Regions from separate parts of the Capsicum annuum genome. Here region 2 is linked to region 1. The links are chromatin contacts, called in public Hi-C maps. All regions are on one chromosome and are shown on one strand. The core of a region is the stretch at or near the end of the contact, and the rest is flanking DNA. Distances in the headings are between cores, read along the strand shown. Region 1 holds the start of LOC107840390 (SWR1-complex protein 4). Region 2 has its middle 17 kb from the start of LOC107840406.

Evidence for each region. A called contact is a pair of places that touch in the nucleus more often than the background predicts.
Region 2: a contact with region 1 is called in a Hi-C map of pericarp, with 4 times the contacts expected there. The contact joins the enhancer-like site here to the promoter of LOC107840390 in region 1. A contact is called at or near these places in 3 of 5 Hi-C or Micro-C datasets (bud, leaf and pericarp).

Annotation. Positions count from the first base shown.
Region 1 is chr1:156,111,869-156,117,763 of UCD10Xv1.1, reverse strand. LOC107840390 (SWR1-complex protein 4) reads left to right here and starts at 4,384. Exons shown (of 17, transcript XM_016684243.2): 1 at 4,384-4,672; 2 at 4,755-4,844. The coding sequence starts at 4,559.
Region 2 is chr1:156,201,637-156,207,061 of UCD10Xv1.1, reverse strand. No RefSeq gene overlaps it. Among protein-coding and RNA genes, the nearest start is that of LOC107840406, 17 kb to the left of the region's middle. Within about 2 kb of position 2,236, at least 5 of the 5 cell types and tissues checked have an H3K27ac peak or open chromatin away from gene starts, as enhancers often do. A contact at or near this core is called in bud, leaf and pericarp, where this site is marked.

The sequences.
Region 1 (5,895 bases), core at 3,135-5,634:
AGGAATACCATTAAACATAGAATTATAAATTGCTTGAATATAATGAATAAAGGTATCAGAAGAAGGAAAACTAAAAGGCAAACAACCCACAGCTACCATTTTAGCTATTTCTTCCCGGTCCCTCAATTTATTATACTTCTTCGTTACCTAATCAGTTACTGGGTCCATTCTAGTTTGCGTTGCCCACCAACATCCCCACCGCCTCGTGCAATATTTAACTTTCTTTCGCGAGCATCACCTATATGTCTCGTTAACGTACCCGTACCCCCTTACTTGCCTCCACTTTTATGCTTATATATTTGTTGACAAATATTGCATTGCACCATAATATCTGATATACGTTCAAAAAATTATCATGCAATACTAGTTGTTTTACGAGCTCCAGGGGCATGGGGAGCACGGGAAGAAAGATTAAACGATTCAGGTCTAACGTTAGCATTTTTTACTGCGGGTGTCTCACCAATATTTTCATCATCTTCGTCTAAATTTACCGCATCTACTTCATTTTCTTCTTCTATACCGTAATTTTCCTGAGCTTCTACATAATCCATAACGTGAGCACCTACACCTATTTCTTACTCAAAAGTGTACCAAGCGGTGCTGGAGGCGAAGACACACGGGTATATCTACTACTTGAAGTACCTCTACCGCTAGTAATTCGCTTTTTACTACCACTACCGTTTCCGGGATAAAAATTTTTAACCCCTTTAGTAGCGAGGTTTCTTAATTTATCCATAATATAAATTAAACTAAAAAAAATTAAAATACACAAATATAATAAAATTAAATATTCAACAATTAATACAATAAATAAAAGTTAAATGTAAGAGATGGACGACAATACCAAATTTTGAAAGTATCCGAAGGTTGCGACTTTAGAAACTTTCACTCATACTTTGTAATCGCAAAATTAAAAAATTAAAGTGAGCACTTTAGGAAATTAAATATATTGAATATTTGAGAATTGAGAATTGAAATTTGAGAGAGAATGATATCTGAGAGAGTGAAAAATTGTGTGAAAAATGATTTGAAGGTGTAGGATATTTATAGAATTTATTTTGGGATTAAAAAATATTTTAAATGATTTTTTTTTAATAAATGGGCCCAAACTAGCCGTTTGGACCAAAAAATGACTATATAATTTGATCCAAATATCAATTTTTATTTTTATTTTTTTAAAAAAACTTATCCGGACTGGGCCGGGTTAACCAGGCCAATCAAAAAATTTAACCGATCTGGGACCCGGTATCCTACAGCCCATGGGCTGACCGAACCGGGTCAAAGCGGGGCGATTTTATTAATTGAGTCATTTCGGGTTGGGTTGGGCCGGGTTAACTCGTCCCGTTTGACAGGTGTAGTTGTGTGAAACACGTAATAAAGTTCTTTCAAAAAATATGGACTATAGTTTAAATTGTGCCAATATGTTAGCATCCATTTCATAAAGTGAAAGTGTCCATATCAATTAGGACTCCCCAAAATTAACAATCATGTGATCCTCTTCATCTCGGACTCGTAAAATAATTTAATTAGGCTGGACATTCCGCAACGTTAGTGATCTAAATCAACTCCTCCTCCTATGTCATGACAATACAAGAACATAGTGTATTCCTTCTCAATCACCACTCCTTTCAAAAAGTGTAAGTTTTGCATTGTTCATGTTAGGGCCCAGGGGTGATAATTCAATTCGTCAAGTTTTCTAGCTATCCTTTTTCTTCTTCAGAGAACAGTTCCTGGATAATTAATTTGGTGACTCCTCAGCCTATCTTTGTATATTTTGAAATGTCCTTTAATTCCTTTCTTGCCATATATAATAAACACAAGAATCTATTGTCGTTCTGTAAGTTTTTGCTACTGTGTTCCTTCATTTGACTTAACAAGTTAATCAACACAACGCTCTTCATCTCTTAGTTTAGGTATAACTTGTCACTTATCACTTATGAACCTTGTTCCAAATGCTAGAAACAAAGTTACAACTAAAGAATAGGTAGTTCATGCTTTCTTCTTTTTCCTTGCACAGGGCACATAATCTATCAATGATAATATCTTTTTTAGACAATTTATTTCAGTAATTAACTCATCATGGATAACCAAATGTAGTATGAAGAACCATCTAATAGCAGCTATTTATTGCAAATTACTTTCCTCGCGAACACCTCTTGAAAATTGCCTCTTAGCTTTACATTATATTAATTTGATAGAGAAAAAATTCATTTTTAGCAGTTCAGCAAGTTCTGCTTCTACCATATGGATTTTGATCTTTCATATCCTCCTAGCCATCCAGCCAGGAGGCCTATTTAGGCTTAATTTGCAGATTTTGTCCAGAGCTTGTTTTTCTTTTGATCTAAGTTCCATAACAATTTGCATGTAGCAATTTTGTTTTAAGATGTCCACAACATTCAGTCCTCTGCCACATTTGGTAAATAAATGTTGTTTCAAGATCATAGGTCTTTTTTTTTTTTTTTTTTTTTCTGATAAGTCACATTCTACTATTCGTTGTAAAAGAAAGTCACATTTGGATCCAGTTCTATGTATCTTCTTTGGGAGTATAAATATTTTTGAGATCAATAAATTAGAGTTGCAAATAAGACACTCTTGATCGGGGAGGCTCAACGGAATTTGTGGCCTAAAGTTAACTTTGAGAAGAGGCCTTTAAATATAATTGATAAAATTATAAATATGTTTATTTTGATTTCTTTTCTTTTTATTTTATAGTGATGGTGTACATGTCATCTTGTACGTATATTGACTATTTATGAGACTAAATATTAGTACTTATTATATAGTTTTTGAACTAGATGATAGTTTTTGAATATTTAAGTTTTAAAATATTGCGTTGACCTAATCTTAGTTAACTTCAAAAGTTAATCAATTTAATTATCGAAACACAAAAAACACACAAATTAAAACGGAAGAAAAATTTATTTGAATAATATCTATTTGTTTTTAAATAAACTCTTTAAAATACCAAAAAGACAAGCATATATCTTGTTCTTTTTAAAATATAATGATACTAATTCTATAATATATACTATATAACAGTATTAAATATTAATGAAAATATGGGATCTTTAATTTGGGAGGGCCTAAAGCCATGGCTTTAATTGGTTCCCCGTTGAGCCGGCACTACTCTTGATCGATAAGTTGTAGTATACTTTTTGAATATGATAAGAATAAGTCGGGGAAATTATTTTCCCAATCCTGCTTAGATAATTGGTCATCTTTTCAAAATAAATGAAGCTTTTATACTACTCGGTCCCAAATTATTTGTCTCAAATTTTTTAATTTGATTTCCAGTTTATTTATCTTTTTTCATTAATCAAGAAGAAATAGAACTTTTTTTTCATGTTTTACCCTTTGCATTAATTATTTTTTTATAAATTAAAATATAAATATCATTTAATAGGGGTGTTATGGTAAACTAGCCATGCTATTAATTATTTTTCTTACTCAATATGTCATCTCAATTTGGGACGGATAATTTGGGACGAAGGAATTACTATTTTAATTTGTGGTATACTATTTTTAGTAGGTTTAACAAAGAATGGCATACTTATTTAGAAATAATTTATTGTTGGATTTCTCATTTCAATTTAATCAGATGATAATAGATTTGCTATCTTGAAATTTCCTTAATGTATGTCTTATGGGCAAAATTTAGAACTTATGTATGTTGGACAGCATACTTAATTTCTAATTTTTTGCCTATAAGGTAGAACTTTGGGTCAATTGAGCAAGTCACATCTTAAATGTCCTAAATGTTAGTTTTATAGACAAAAGTTACTCCCTCCGTCCCATTTACTCGTCCCAATTTGATATTGCACATTGATTAAGAAAAACAATTAATAACATGACCACTTTATCATAGTATTCCTATTAAATGATGTTTACATTTTAATTTGAACAAAAAACAATTAATGCTTAGGGTAAAAAAGAAAAAAAAAATTGTCTTGTCTTGATTAATGAAAAATGACAAGTAAATGAGAAATCAAATTAGGAAATTTGAAACGAGCAAACTGAGACAGTGGGAGTAGAACTTATGTTTGGTGAGCAAAATAGCTAAGTTACAACTTTATAAGACAAAACTTTGATCAATTATGCGGATTCATTGTCTTGAAATATTTTGACTGTTTGCCCTATGTAAAACATTTATTAACCGGGAGCGAAAAATCAAGACTTTTATTATGGGGGGACAAAATATCAAAGATCAACCCATTTTGGGGCCATTTCTGAACAAATCCTCAACAAACGAGCCGTTGGCCCAAGCCCAATCTTGATTGGGGAAGGGGAGCCTGTGCAACCAGCCCACTACAGAGAAGGCCCAATTGAAGGAAGTCCGTTTACCGACCCGGTCCTCGCCAGTCACCCTCACCCGCGGGTAAGCCAAAAAAGCAAATCCATTCTTCGATTTCGCGCTCAAAAAGGAGAACGGATCGTTACCCTTCTCTTTTGTTCTCCAATTCTTCACAAAAAGGCCCTAATCCCTTCAATCTTTGTACTAATTTATCAGATTTTGCTTTAATATTAGTACCCTAATTTTGCAGATACAAATTGGGGGAATATGGATGCGAAGGACATCTTAGGGTTGCCCAAAAATGGGCCGTTGATGTCCCAAGAAAAGAAATCGAGGCCTCAGAAAGAATCTCAAAGGAAACCTGATGGCATTTCTCGAGAAGTTTGTTATTCCTCTCACATACTCTCTGCGTTGCCAGTTTTTCGAATATCCAGAATTCCTAATTTCCTTGTTTCCTTGGCAGGTTTATGCACTTACAGGTGGTATTCCACCTCTTATGCCTTCTCTTGATATCAACCAATTGAAACGCCGAGCTCTTTCTGAGTCTGAAAAGGTCACTCTTTGCTTAATTCTGTTTCTTTTTATGTCTTTTTAAGTTAATACCTTTGCTTTTGGGTAGAATTGTTAGTTGGAGCTCCTGCATTGTAAAATAATCAAATGATAGTATAACGAATGCTCTGAATACTGAACATGAATAGAGCGGGATCAATACAAGACCGATTCACTTAAAATAGATTTAAACTTTAGAGTAGTTAGATTAAAAAAACTATGTTGGATGAAGAATAGAAAGAAGTTGGACCAAAATGGAAAGCAATTTTATTCATTAAAAGATCAATTGAATCTTTCTCCTCCCCATATGTAGCACAGAGAAAAGCTTCCTATCTTCTCTCCAGAATGGAATAGTGACAAGACAATGAGCAATCCAGCATAATCTCTACAACAATACAACAATAACAAACCCAGTGTATTCCCACGTAGTGGGGTCTGGGGATAAGATCTACGCAGTCCATACCACTACTTCAGGAGAAGTAGAAAGGCTGTTTCCGATAGACCCCCGGATCAAGACAAGGAATAATAAACAAATACTTAATAAAGCATGGAACAAGATGTCAAGACATAAATACGCCACCCACAAGGAATAATAAACAAAGAATAGTAAACAAATCCGTAATAAAGCATGCAACAAAGTATCCTAACAAGAATAATACATCTACCAAGTAATGCCCTACCCCAACGACTCAAACTGGCACTAGCCTTCTATCCTAATCCGCGTCCTCCAGATCTTCCTATCTAGGATCATGGGAAGATCTAGGATCATGTCCTCAGTGAGCTGTAACTGCTCCATGTTCCGCCTGATCACCTCTCTCCAGTATTTTTTGGTCTACCCCTACCCCGCCTGAAACCATCCAAAGCAAGCTTCTCACACCTACGAACCGGGGCATCCGTGCCCCTCCTCATCACATGCTCGAATCATCTCAATCGGATTTCCCGCATCTTGTCCTCCACCGAAGCCACTCCAACCTTTTTCCGAATAGTCTCATTTCGAACTCTATCACCCCTATTAAGCCCACACATCCAACGCAACATCCGCATTTCCGCCACCT
Region 2 (5,425 bases), core at 987-3,486, 91 kb before region 1:
AAATCACTTACTCAATCTTCTGTAAGAATCTAAATCCTAATTATTTAATTATTTAATGTTTGTTTATATTATTCTATTTCTGAAAAGGAATGATCTTGCTCCGTTTTATATTTTTTAATACTTTTTCAAAGATTCTATTTTGTAATATCAAATTCTCCCAATATTCTTGGATCTAACTTTATGTTTCAAAGATTCTATTTTATATGTTTTAGTATTTTGTCTAACTTCATGTTTGTTTTTTTCTTAAACAGGCTAGATTTGTGGTTGCAAAGATAATTGCAATTTGTACACCAAGTCTACTCAAAAGAATAAGTGATTTGCTACTATGGGAAAAAATTACTTGTCATCGCGTCCAAAGATGTAGATTTTTACATTATACATTACTTTATTTAACACACTTATGTATAATGCAAGTTTTTGTATATATAGAAGAGGTTGTTTTTGTATTTAGTCGAATTATACAATTATAATCTATGAATTTTGTGTAAGGTTACATTATACATTCTGACAAGTTTATAGATAAAAAATGTATAATGTTAATATTTTTATGTATGGTGTAACATTATACATTCTTGAAGTTTTTATTTGAAAGTATAAGATATAATATATCAGGCATTATACATTAGTTATTTTGGAAGACTAATGTATAATATAAGTCTAATGATATATATTTTCAATATATTATACATTAGAAGTTCTTATTACATTAGTTGTGTTTTATGTTGTATTTTAAAGTTAAAAAGTCTTATTTTGGTATAATTTTTCATTATACCTTCTGTCAAGCTTATAGGTCATACATGTTTAAAGTGAAAAATTTAGATGTGTAATATGACATTATGCATTGCTGCAGTTTATTTTTAAAATGTATAAGTTGCCCTTATACTTATTCTAATGTATAATATAAGCCTGAAGATATATATTTTAATATGTTATATATTAAAAGTCCTTATAAGATGCATTTTATGCTTTATGTGGTATTATACTATTAGAAAGTCTTATTTTTGTATAAATTTTCACTATACCTTCTGTCAAAATATATAGGTCATACAGTTTAAGATGAAAAATTTAGATGTGTAGTATGACATTATACATTACTGCAGTTTATTTTTTAAATGTATAAGGTGCCCTTATTCATGTGAAATTATTGTGTATTTTACTTTAATTTTTTTATGAACTTCGTCAATATTCAATTCCATCGTGATCGTAGCAATCAATTTCAAAAAGTTAATACTTTCTGAAATAATAATTGCATCACTTTTATAGAATTGATAAATGATTTTCAACTCCCAAATTCTGAAATGACGTAATAATATGGGGATGTCCATATTTTTTTTTCGAGAATTGAAGAAAAACGAACACGATTTTTTTTTCAAAAACGTCATTAAAAATGAGAAAAACTGACAGTGATGTTTAAGAGTTTTTTTAAATTTAAATTTCGATTATTTTATTTAATCATACAAAACATAATTATAGGTAATTAATGGCTTTATTTAAGGGAGTGAAAGATTTTATTTAATTACTCTTTCCATGAACGTAGGAGATTGTGTTTTATCATCTTACCTTAAATATAGAATTAACTGTTTTATCATACATTCGAGCTATGTATGATGGGTAGACGAATGTATGAGTATATTTGCAAAATTCGAGAGAGAGAAAACTAGAAGGGATTTTATGTAATTAGTTTCAATAGAAGGGGATTTATGTTGTTTACACATAAAACAAGTTTCCATGAATAACCCATTTAGCTATAAGGATAGGAGACACAATCCGACCACCTAACGGTAGATTCGAGTACAAATTGTTATGGGAGGATAGTTATTAAAAAGAGAGGAATTACGATCCTTTGCCACTTACAAAATAAATGGAAGAAAATGGTCCTTTTAGATCTCTGTAAATATGAAGATACTATGTGTAGTGTAAGAAATGAAGATTTCTTATCAAAAACGACAGACATAAAACTAAAACTAAAAACTAAAAACTAAAAATTGTAAGTCCACAAAACCAACATTAAGCCACCGAAGCAAGATATATATCAATCTCTATTTAAGATTTAAAATAAAGTCCTTTGTTTTCACGAAAGAAGGTATTTTTGTCATTTTCAATCAGTTTGTATTATTTTTTTTTGTTCATAATGTTAAGAATCCCACATCCAAAGAAAGATGGTACTTTATCTCTATTGAGATTATTATCAAATTAGCAGCTAAAATATTATCTGTCATATTAGCAGTTAGTTAGTTGGATGGTTTAGGTTAATTAGAGGGAGATTAGATAGTGACAGCAGTACAGCTGTGCACCCTGTGACGTTTCTACATAACTAGTTGGCTAGAGATATTTTTCTTATTCGTTTTAGTTCAATATTCATTCAGTTCAATAAAAAATTTCCAATTGGGTTTTCAGTTATCTCTCGCCTTTGTCTCTGTTTCAGCTATTTTGCTTTCATTAGGTTAAGATTTTGTCATGATATCAGAGCGAGGATGCAATTATCGATCAAATCTTAGCTTGTAGTAGTTTGATTTAGCTTCCAGATTACTATTTTCCTGCCATTTTACTCTGTCCAGTCTCCTTTTTTCTTCTTTAGTTTAGCTCAAAAATTCATTGATTTCTGTAATTTACTCTGCTCATCATTCATTTTTCTCTCCTCTATAGTGAAAATTGTGATTTGATGGGCTCAAAGTTATCCATCTATGGCTGAAAACACAAAAAATTTGGTAAATTCATGGAAGGAAACTACAGATTCAAACAGTCCTTTGTACATGCATCCATCTGAAAGTGTGGTATCCGTATTGGTATTTGATGGAAGTGGATATAGGTCCTGGAGACAAAGTGTTCTCAGGGCACTTTCCGTGAAGGACAAAGTTAGTTCATTACTGGAAAATATAATAAACCTATTATAGAAGACGCTAGCTAGGAACAATGGATGCATTGTGATGATATGGTAACTTCATAGATCCTTAATTAGCTCACGAAGGATTTGGGAGATAGTCTACAATTCATAAATGATGCTAGAGAACTCTGGTAGGAATTAAAATATCGATATAATCAAACAAATGGGGTGAAATTGTACCATGTGCAAAGAAAGATCAATGTCCTGAGGTAGAGAGCCCTAGATATCACTGGTTACTATAAGAAGATGAAAAGGTTGTAGAAAGATTTTAGTGCCCTGACTACATATGCAAAATGTACCTGTCAATACATATATGGGGCTAAGATGAGCATGGAAAAGGCTGAGTAAGATAGGAGGATGATTTTTTTCTAATAGGACTAAATGAGGTGTACACCGTAGTGAGAGGGAGTATACTTATGATGAATCCCCTTCCCACTGTCACACAATCTTTTTCCATACTCATCCAAGAGGAGAAGCAAAGGAAGTTAGGCCAAGAAACCAATCATTTTTGGAATCTGCATCTATGTATACAATGGAGCTAGTAGCAGTAATTCAAAGGAACATTACAGTCACAATTAGAACAACATCAATACTGGGAATTTCAGGACAAACTTTAGTGGTATCCAAGTACTAGTTATAAAAATAATAGATACAACTCTAACAAACTTAGACCATTTTGTGAGCCTTGTAGGAGACCTGGGCACACTAAAGACAAATGTTCCAAGATCCATGGATACCCACAAGGCCCTTCTCTTCCTCTTCCACAGGCTCCCAGGTACAATAACTACAATAATAATAAAGGAAAACAAGTTGTGGCAAATCTATATTGTGAAAGTTTTAACACAAGAAAAAATGAATGTAGACCAAGGGAACATAAAAGAGCAATGCAACGTCTAACCAAGGAACAATATGGATAAATGGTCAAGATATTAGGTAGTTTGCAGATTGGTATTAATGCAGATGAATCTTCAACTTTGAACGGCGATGTAAATGGAGGAGCTGTAAACTTTGCAAGAATTATTGCTTGCTCAACTTCTATTGAACATGGTAATCAATGTAGTAAATTGCCTAGATCGAATTCTTATACTTAAATCCTTGATTCTGGAACAACAAACCACATGACTCACAACAGAAAAATCCTCATTAACACAAAACCATTGATATATCCCTTTCTAGTGTAATTACCAAATGGTTACAAAGTTAGGGTGACTCTAATTGGTGATGTTGTTCTTAGTCCTACCATCACTCTAAATCAAGTCTTATTTGTTCCTTGTTTTAAGTTTAATTTGATTTTCATCCATGCTTTAACAGTTCAACTCAATTGCATTGTAGTCTTTACCAGATTTTCATGCCTTTTTTCTACAGTGCCCTTCATAGAAGAGGCCTCTGGAGATTGGTAGCACTAAAGGCAGTCTTTATCTTCACTACTCAGACTCAAGTCAAGCCAAATCTAATCCTACTTCTATTGTTTTATCAAATTTCATTGTGCATTCATGTTCTGAGGATATGCTTAAAGTGTCTAGTTCTGTCCTTACTAAGCCTAGTTGTTCTAATAATGTGTCAAATTCCCTTGTGGTTTCTTCTAATAAGTCTACACCTAGTGTTTTCTTTACTTTGTTTACTTGTAATAAACCCATCTCTAATGTAGACATATTGCTAGTTTCCAGTAGTAATGATGTTTTAGTTTGTAGTAAGTTTGTAACAAAGAATTCTGCGCCATTGAATAAAAGGAAATTTTCTATTAATAATGCATCTTTACTTGTTGAAATGGATGTAAATGTCTTGTGGCATCACAGATTGGGATATGTGACCTTTGTTAAAATGAGGAGTATCCTATCTATACCAGCCATTTTTACACTTAAACAACCTTTTTTGTCATATCTGTCCAATGGCCAGACAAAGCAGAATGTCTTTTCCCCAAAAGACTACCAGTTCTACTCAAGTTTTTCATCTATTACATATAGACCTCTGTGGCCCTTACAATGTCAATACCCATAATAAATGCAAATATTTCATGACTATAGTAGATGCACTTGGACACACCTACTTAGTTGGAAGAGCAATGCCTTACTATCAAAATATTTATATCTATGGTAGAAAATTAGTTTAATACTACCATTAAAACCATCAGAAATGATAATGGATTGGAATTCTACAATCATGAATCCATAATTTTTTTTCAACTTAAAGGAAATGTACACCAAAAGACTTGTCCCTACATACCACAACAAAATAATGCGGTGGAGAGAAAGCACAAATACCTCCTTGAGATAGCAAGAGCACTCTTATACCAATCTAAATTGCCTCTCATATATTGGGGTGAATTCATTCTTACATCCACCTACATAATCAATAGACTGCGATCTTTTTCATAAATAATCTCACCTCTTATGAACGTTTATATAAGAAAAAACCCCTTTACTACCACCTTAGGAGTTTTGGTTGCCTTTGTTATTCTACCACACTTAAGAATCACAAAGATAAATTTGAAACTAGATCAATTCCTCATGTGTTTGTAGGATACCCTTATGGGACAAAAGG